Linked DNA regions of Mus musculus: region 1 is linked to region 2. Evidence: chromatin contacts called from public HiCAR-type data. All regions are on one chromosome and are shown on one strand. Each heading gives the region's core, a stretch centred on a gene start, on an enhancer-like site or on the middle of the called end of the contact. The rest is flanking DNA. Distances are from core to core; before and after follow the strand shown.

What was found. HiCAR-type assays count read pairs that join an accessible place to other places.
Region 1: a contact with region 2 is called in a HiCAR-type map of kidney, with 8 times the contacts expected there. The contact joins the promoter of Nkain1 here to the enhancer-like site in region 2. A contact is called at or near these places in 23 of 39 promoter capture datasets (the 3T3-L1 cell line, 3T3-L1-derived adipocytes, the C10 cell line and 15 more), 2 of 15 datasets of contacts at CTCF or cohesin (the NIH/3T3 cell line and embryonic stem cells), 16 of 484 Hi-C or Micro-C datasets (bone marrow-derived macrophages, cardiomyocytes, cerebellum and 11 more), 36 of 115 datasets of contacts at active chromatin or transcription factors (the 230-238 cell line, CD8 T cells, T-cell acute lymphoblastic leukemia and 24 more) and 3 of 9 other capture datasets (adipose tissue, liver and pancreatic islet).

Annotation. Positions count from the first base shown.
Region 1 is chr4:130,572,723-130,577,160 of GRCm38.p6, forward strand. It overlaps Nkain1 (Na+/K+ transporting ATPase interacting 1), which reads right to left and starts at 1,314. Exons shown (of 7, transcript NM_025998.4): 1 at 1,107-1,314. The coding sequence starts at 1,160.
Region 2 is chr4:130,387,274-130,391,951 of GRCm38.p6, forward strand. It overlaps Snrnp40 (small nuclear ribonucleoprotein 40 (U5)), which reads left to right. Exons shown (of 10, transcript NM_025645.2): 9 at 1,302-1,405; 10 at 2,271-2,760. The coding sequence ends at 2,320. Among named protein-coding and RNA genes, the nearest start is that of Snrnp40, 29 kb to the left of the region's middle. Within about 2 kb of position 2,423, at least 25 of the 459 cell types and tissues checked have an H3K27ac peak or open chromatin away from gene starts, as enhancers often do. A contact at or near this core is called in cerebral cortex, kidney and myocytes, where this site is marked.

The DNA.
Region 1 (4,438 bases), core at 64-2,563, 180 kb after region 2:
AGGTGAGAGGACAGAGGCCACCAGCACATCTCACTCAAAGCTTCCCACCACCCTGCGCACCTGTGGGGAGGAGCAGGTGCTGGCCGGAAGGCAGATCCAGACCACGGGACCCATAGGAATGAGGCCCCAGGCTCCTCCACAGACCCGATGCTATCAGCAGTTCCTACACAACAGTGTCTTGAGTAGAAGCATAACACAGTTCCAAGGGAGGCAGGAGACCCCCGTCTCTTCTCTATCACCCTCCCAATACATAGGCAAGGACCTCAGCTACTCTTAGCCTCCGGATTCACTCTGTTGCCCTCCAGTTAAAGACCTCATTTTCCCCCAAACTGGGGCCAGCACAGAGCCCCGAGATGCTCTGATTCTTCCCAAGACACTCAAGTGTCCTCATCCAATGGGACCAGGGAACTCTTTACCTGACCCCACCTCACCCGCTGCTGATAGAACAGATGGCTCATGGGACGCTGGAGGACTCGGTGGTCAGACTAAAGAGAACCACAGAGTGAGTCCGGTGCCTGCCAGGTTAGGCTGGCCCGTGATACATCAATTCCTGATCACCCCCCTCAAGGAGGTAGTTCTCCATCCCTGGCCACCCAGTCAGGAGGGTGCTGGGAGGCAGGAAAGCAGCACAAAGGACGGCCGAGGGTTCTCAAAGAGTCTCAGGTCCCACCACCCAAACAAGAAGCAGAAATGGCCAGAGATCTAAAAACATTCCAGAGACATAATACAGGAGCAGAAAGAGACTTTGTGAGAAACGCTCACAGGGGCGGAGCCCAGAGGGATGAGGTACCCACGGAATCAGCGATCTGGAGGGGAACATTCGGGCAGGGACCTCTCCGAGTACACAGACCAGCCTCGGACACACCCCCAGCCCCAAGGGAGCCACAGTCCTGGGGCGCAGCCCCCCAGCGGGAGCCCACGCACCCATTGCGAACCGACGCGTGCAACCCGGGAGCGTTGGACCGTGCGCGCGAGCGCGGGGCTGAGGCGAGGAGCGCACACAAAGGGACAAGCCGGCCCGCGCGGGGCAGACTCCGCCCGGCCACCCCGCACCCCGGGTGGCGCCCACGCACCGCCGCCGCCCCACCCCGCTCCGCGCGGCTCACCAGCTGCAGGCAGCAGAAGGCGACCAGCGTGCAGCGGCCGCTGCACTTGCCCATGGCTCCTCCTCGCGCCGCGCGGGGCCGCGTCGTCTCGATGGCGCCCCGGGGCGGTGGGGCCGGCGACTAGGGCCGGGTCTCCAGAGCCGCGGCCGGCCGGCCGCACCCCAAGTGCATGGTGCGCCCGGTCCGCGCGGGCTCCGCCGCGCCTCCTTTGTCTGCGGCCGGCCGTCGGCACACCTCCCGCCCGCGGCGCCGGCCAGCGCGCAGCGGCCCCCGCAGGCACCGAGCGCGGCGCGGTGCAGCACTGCCCAGCTGGGGCAGCCGCCCGGGCGCTCGGCAGCCGCCGCTTCCCGGCCCACCACGTGGCTCGGCCGCCACCCCGGAGGGAGGCGAGGGAGGGGCGGAAGAGCGAGGGGGCGGGGGAGGGGAGGGGCGTGGAGCGAAGTGGAAGAGTGCGGGTCCTGCGCGCTGGCAGCTCTGGGTCGCGTCCAGACTGCTGTTCCTTAGCCGTGTCACCTTGGGCAGATCACATTACCTCTCTGGACCACCCCCGCCCAGGGGCCTCAGGGGCAAAGTAGGAAAAAAGTCTCTTGGATGCAGTCCTGTAAACCCAACAGTAGCCCTTAGCTTGGCCAGCTGAGGGAGTTGGAGCCACCCTACCCTGGAGTTCCAACTTTGCCCTTTATTTTCATTTGAGTTTTCAGCCCAGCTCGCCAGCCCTCCTGGTTTCCCGGCCACATTTTCTTCTTTCTGTCTTTCCTTCAGAACCTGGTATATCTTGGGTTTATGAAAGCCAGAGTGCGCTTGAAGCGGTCTTCCGTTCTCTTGACTCTTCATAGCTCAGGGACCGGAATAGTCCGGTCCCCAGTTTGGCTTCTCAGAGATCCTCCTGCTTCAGCCTCCCAAATTCCAGATAAACGCGTTTTAAAACACGCAAGACAAGTGGATAGAAAAGCCCTGGATTTGATCCTAGTACTCTCAACAGTGACAAAACAAAAGGCCCCCCAGGTATTCCCAGAATCAACCATCGCACACTAAACACACACACAAGCACATGCACACACGCACACACCACCAAAAAGCAACTGGGATAACAGTGGGGACTCTTCTCAGCCACTGTTAGGGAATGGCAGCTGTGTCCAGCCAGTTTCCATGATTAGCTAGGCTTCCTGGAGTCTGTCCCAGACTCTATACCCAGAGCATAACTTTACGTGGGGACTGGGACCCAGCTTTTATCAAAGTCTCCAAAGAGTCCTGTTTCCCACAAAGGAAGCGCCAGCCCGGTCCCCACTGGATCCCCTGGAGGCTTCGGGTGAGCCCATGTCAGTTCTCTCTTCCATGCTGACAGTGTGCTCAGAAGCCCTCACCGACCCAAGCACTGGACACATGATGCCTCTCTCCTTACAGTGACTGGGTTCTGCTAGGCTCTGACCAGCTCTGCCAGGCTCTTGAATGTCCCAAATGCCACAGACCCAAGGCCTGGCCACCTCACTCCAAGTCTGAGCTACCCTCTGTCCAAGGTCATTTATTTCAATCCTGCCCTACTAAATCCCAGGCTTCCACGCCCTCTGGCCCCTCTCTGCTTTTAGGTTTGTTCTTTATTTATTTATGTTGTATGTCTGTGTTTAGGTTGACACATGCTAGAGCACCCTGTGGCTCTCAGAGGACCATGAGTAGGAGTTAGCTTCCTCTATGTGGGTCCCAGTGATCAAACTCAGGTCTTCAAACTCAGTAGCAAGTGTCTTCACAAAAAGCCATCTCTGAGTCCCAAGGTTGTTCTGCTCTGAGATCCTTATGTGCAGTGCAGTGGACGCTGTTTCATCTTTAGTGTTTTAGTTGAGGCCTCACTCCTTGACCCTTGGTCACCCAGGGAAATCCCCTCTCTGGCTCATTCCAGCCTTCGATACCTCCATGATAGCTCATTCTAGAACCTTCTTAGCTTCCTGTGAGCAGTATGAGGACTCGGTTTGGTGATTTACCTTGGCTTCCCCAGGCCTTGGATCACAGCAGGACTCTTTGGCTGTGAGCAGACTGGGGTAGCATGCATGTTATACACCCTGTGTCTTAATTTGGGTTACTATTTCTAGAATAAAACACAATGACCAAAAGCAAGTTGAGGAAGAAAATGTTTATTAGTTTATGGTTCTGATCCATAATCCATCACTGAAGGAAGTCAGGACAGGAACTCAAACAGGATGATGCAGAGGCCATGGAGGAGTCTGCTCACTGGCTTGCTCCCCATGGCTTGCTCAGCCTGCTTTCTTACAGAACCCAGGACTATCAGCCCAGGGATGGTCTCACTTGGAATGGACTGGACCTTCCCATATCAATCACTAATTAAGAAAGTATTCAGCAGGCTGCCTACAGCCCAGTCTTATGGAGGCATTTTCTCATTTGTGGTTCCCTCCTCTCAAATGGCTCTAGCCTGGGTCAAGTTGACATAAAAGTAGCCAGCCACATGCTGCTTCCCAGCACTGGGTCGGTCCCCGTGGGCACCTTTCTGTTCTGAAGCTTGAAGTTCTTGGAAGGAGCCAACACAACTGGACAAGCAGAGGCCGTCATTTCTGGCAAGGGGTTCAGAACTGGGGATGACACGCGTGGGGGTGGGGCTTGCAATCCTTATCACGAGGAATGACTAACAGAGGACTAGGAAAGGCTGAAGCAGGACTCACAAAGGAAAGACAGCCATGACTCAGAGCACAGCCACATTTCCTGAGTGGGAAGGCGGGGTCGTGGTCAGGTTTCAGGGAGGTCGAGCAGACAGGGATGGGAAGAGGGTCCTGGGAAGTCCCTTTTGCTCTTGACCCTAACCTGAGGCTAGGCAGGGCCTGTGGCTTTCACCCTCTGGGGATGAGAAACTGACAGCCCACGAACAGGTTTTCATGATCTGACTGAGAACTCCCCCTCCTCTCACACCAGAGGGCTGAACGTGGCCACTAATTATAGCTTCTGGGACATTCTCTGTCACTAACCAATTCTTCAAACCAGCTGGGTGTCTGATGATTCAATTCACTTATGGCTTGAACTACCTGGGACTCAGCACAGACCCCTACAGGCGACGGATTCAGTCTCCTAAGCAGGCACCCCTGCAAGAGGCCAGTCCCAAGCCTCTGGCTACCATTTGTCCTGCCAGTGGACAGGCTGTGGAGCTCCTATGACCCCCTCCTTGTGTTCCGTAATTAGCTAGATTGGCTTGCAGAGCCTTGCAGAATGGCTCTATTATAAAGGATGCCAATGAAAAGGTGTACCCAGGGTGGGGTCCTCAGTGTGGGATGCTCTGTCTCCGTGGGGTTGACATGTTCACGGTTCATCAACCTGGCAGCTCTAAAAGGAGC
Region 2 (4,678 bases), core at 1,173-3,672:
CTAGCATGCCCAGTTCACATCTTCTGATTTGTAATGTCTTCTTGCTTCTCTTCCTCCATACCAATTCTTACAAAAGGACACATGGCTTGGTCAGAAGGAAAGCCTGCCTCCTTGCTGGACTTGGCTGGATTTCACAGGCCACTCTAATAGCCTGAAGTCAGCAGTCAGTTCTGTTATATAAGTAGCCTGGATTCTACCAAATGGTAACATGCCCGAGTGTGGGGAGGACAAAAAAACCCTCTCAATTTAGCGTGTAATTGGCAGCCATGAGGCACAAGCAAGGCCTTGAAGTGAGCCCTTGGAGATCTAGGCTTATGCTGGTTTCTGCGAACTTGAGAGATAGTATCCAAATCAGAGAACCACTTTCCAGCTGTGCCTGGGTCTGGTGGGTTTCCCCTTCTGTTTACAGATCACTTCCTTTTGTGCACTCTAACTTCTGCCGCCCTGTTAACAGGCACCGGCCAGGCAGGCCAAGAGAATTTAGGTCAACCACGTGACTTCATGTGGTTCTAGCTGTATAGCACATATACTCATAATATCAATCATTAATTCTATGTGCCAGACACTTTGCATATATTCTCATTTTTCTCATAAAGCTATAATCTTTTTTGGTTTTTTGAGACAGGCTCGACCAATTAGGTCTTATGTAGCCCAGGGTGGCCTCATATTCACTATGTAGCCCAGGGTGCCTTTTAAATTCCCTGTCCTGCAGCTGTTCCTACCAAGTGCTGGGTTTATAGGCATGTGCCAATATGCCCAACTATCCAAATCTACTACCCAGTTACTCTGGAGCCTACCTTGTGAGAGCATAGGATGTAATTAATAAACCCCTCTTTATTTACTGAGTATAGAGGGGTTTAGAACATCTTACAGTATGTCGTAGGCTGGCCTCTAACCCATAGTCCTCCTGGCTTCCCTCTTCCCAGTGTTGGGATTGCAGGTATGATCTTTCTGTAATTTCAGAATTCTGTAAATAGCATAATCAGTCATGGGCTGTATTAGTTTTGTTGGGGTTTGGTTGGTTGGTTGGTTGGTTGGTTTTTTGAGACAGGGTTTCTCTGTGTACCCCGGCTGTCCTGGAACAAACTCTGTAGACCAGGCTGGCCTCAGACTCACAGAGATCCTAATCCTGGGATTAAAGGAGTGCATCACTGCTGCCCAGCCTCAGGTTTCTTGGTTTGAAGTTGGTGTGGTCCTAGTTTCTAAAGCTCAGAGCATCCTGGTTCAGTAACCAAGCATTTCCATTTTGCTTCCAGCCCACGTGCTCTGACCCTCTTTGTGTTTGTTGTGGCATCTTGCAGGTTTGTGTACGTGTGGGACACCACAAGCCGAAGGGTCCTGTACAAGCTGCCTGGTCACGCTGGCTCCATCAATGAAGTGGCTTTCCACCCCGACGAGCCCATCAGTAAGTCTGCGTCTGCCCTAACTGCTCCAGATGGGAAGTGACCTCTCTCCAAGACCTTAGGGGTACAGAGGCAGGCCGGAGTCAGTTATGTAGATCCAGTGTTAACACTTGGGTTTTGACGGCTTATGGGGTGGGGGTGGGGCTGGGACAGGTGACCAAAAAGAAGGCAATTGTCAGCATAAAGGAGACACCAGTACTACAATAACTTAACAGTTGCTTTTTACATGAGTACTCAGATAGAACTAGAAGTCTTTTTAATTTTTCCAGACACAGTTTCCAGGGTGTAGCCCTGGCTTTCTTCCTGCCTCTGCTTCCCAAGTGCTGAGATTAAAGATGTGCACCACCATTGCTAAGCCAAACTGAAAGTCTTTTTCTGCAGCTGGGGTCTCACTATGTAGTCTTAGCTGATGCTCACTATCTGTCCATGCTGGCCTCACTTGAGTAATCCTCCTACCTCAGCCTCCCAAATCCTAGGCTCTTCAGATGTGAACCCAACACTTAAACCACAGGAGGGGACCTCAGGGAGAGTCAGTTTATTAAGAATGAGCCTGGGGGCTGGAGAGATGGCTCAGCGGTTAAGAGCACTGACTGCTCTCCCAGGGGTCTTAAGTTCAATTCCCAGCAACCACATGGTGGCACAACCATCTGTAATGAGATCTTTTCTGGTGCGTCTGAAGAAAAAAAAAAAAAAAAGAATGAGCCTGGAGGTTGGAGATACGGTTCAGTGATTAAAAGCCCTGGCAGCTCTTCCAGAGGTCTTCCAAAGGCCATCTCGCCAGCCCCACCATAGTCTCTTGACACAGGGCCCTAGAGCCCCGAGGATTCCCCCAGCCTTCATTGTCTCCTCTCGATCTTTCTCTCTCAGTCCTCTCAGCATCCAGTGACAAGAGGCTGTACATGGGTGAGATCCAGTGAAGATGGGGAATGGAAGGCTCCCGGCTCCCAGCCCTGAGGCTCAGACTGCGGAATTGGCCAGAGTCCGATGGTGTCTGGGCTGACCTGCCTCAGATGACCATCATTAGCAAGCAGCTGGAGGTGATGGCCGTATTCCAGCAACCACTTGTACCACACTCACCAGAACAACTGTGGCCTCTGGTACCGCCTGCCAGATTTCAGGGATTGCTTTCTTCTCTTTGAAAAATAAGATTCCTTCAGAAGGACAAACATTGGATTGATATTTCCTGTTTTTTTTTAATCTAGGCTGGAGACAGGGAATGTCAATTAAAATTTGTTAGTTGGATTTGTTTTCTGTTTTATTTTTAAATTGAATAACTGGCTTGTATGATATTTCTTTCGGTGTTTGAGTCATTTTGTATTTGTATTAAAAATCCAAACAGATAACCTTTTTACAAAAACCTTGTGACTTGGATTTATTGCTGTCTTATCTCTGAGGCGTGACTGCTGTAAGTCAGCAAGCACACATCCGGGAGATACAGTCCATTTGCACGGCAGTGGTGCGCCTTTTCGTGGAGCTCTGTTGGTAGGTTTCTTCACTCCTGTGAAAATGGTGTTCTGTAGCTGAGCAGTGGTGGAGCACACCTTTAATCCCAGCACTTGGGAGGCAGAGGCAGGCGGATTTCTGAGTTGAGGCCAGACTGGTCTACAGAGTGAGTTCCAGGACAGCCAGGACTACACAGAGAAACCCTGTCTCAAAAAACCCAAATAAAAGAAAAAAATAAAATGGCGTTTTATAATTGTCAGGAGCAAATACTTCTCTGTAACTGGAAGCAGAGCATCCCAAAGGTCCACAAGAACCTGCTGCTCGTGTGTCTGGACACATCTCTAACAAACCGGTCCTGGAGTAGACAGGAGTGTGGCAGCCCCAGTCAGTGCCCTTGGCCAGGACGCTGCTTCCTGAGCAGTGCACGGGGACGGTGTCCGATGGGCTCTAGCCGTGGCATTTTCCAGGGCTTTTTATGATCCTGCTTTCTTGTCTAACTTTCCTGCTCTAACAGATGTTGAGAAAGCTCTCATGGGTCTGCTACTAGAAACTTCTGTCTCAAAGCAGAAGTCTTCCTATCTGAGCATATTTGGCTTTAGACTTTGAGCTTATGATCTTAAATCATATTTATCCTAAGTTACAGAGAAGGTGCTACCCGGGGTTAAGAGCATAGTCAATCAACAAACACCTGTTATGTGACAGGCAAAGTCGTCACTGCTGAGGACAGAGAAAGAAAGCATCCTGTCCTTGCCACCATGAGAAGTGCACAGACCAGTAGAGAACATTGTCGGAAATAAACTGCTTTTTTTTTTTTTAAAGTGAGCACATGCCAGAGATTTATTTAACTTATTAATGAGGAAGCCAGCGGTATGGGAAGGCTCTCAGAGCAATTACGTGTAATACAGTGAATGAAGTTTGACTAAAGCACACTGGAAACACAGGAGGAAGCGATTTATTGTGCCTGCGAGAGAACGGGGAGCATCAGAGATGCTGTGGTTATGCTTGGATGGGGCAGAGGATGCAAGGAAGACTGTCTAAAAACAGACGCGATCCTGAGGGCGTGGCCGTGTAGCTCAGTGTGACTGAGACGGGGGGGGGACACAGCAAATGGAAGAAGCCACATCCCAGAGAGCATAAACGAATTTGCCTTCTGGTACTTGCTTGCTCCTGTAGATTGAGGTGTGTTCCGCATATGCAGAGTTTAAAGATCCCATTGTCAAATACATCTGGGAAAGATGGGGTTAAACAGCGTGGAACTCATCACTTTGAGCCTTTACCATACAAAGGATTGTGTGCTGGTAGATCAGGTCAGCCATGGCACATGCCTGTAATCCCAACACTTGGAGCCAGGGGTCAGGAGAGTCAAGTTCAAGGTCATGCTCTGCTACATAGTTAGTTGGAGGCCAGCCTGAGTTTGGTCCCTAGAAACTGAAGAAAAATCCAGATGTAGAGGTGCAAGATGAGAACTGGAGACAAAAAGGGGATTGTCCAAAACGCTCTTAGGCCAGCTATCCTGAAGCACCCACACAGCATGACAAGAAATCCTGCCTCAGAACTAACACCGAGGAAGAAAAGAACCATCAAGCAGAAACATAACTCAGACGTCATATTGGTGCCCCGAGCACTAATTGTGTATATGGCTATGGTGACCTCCAGGAGAAATGTGTCCCCAAAAGGCATTCAGCCTTGTCTTCATAAATCACAAGTAGCTTAAGACCCCTTTTTAAATATAATTTTTAATCTGTGTGTGCGTGTGTGTGTGTGATTCTTTGTGTGAGTGTGTATGTGTGTGTGTGATTTTTTGTGTGAGTGTGTATGTGTGTGGGTGATCT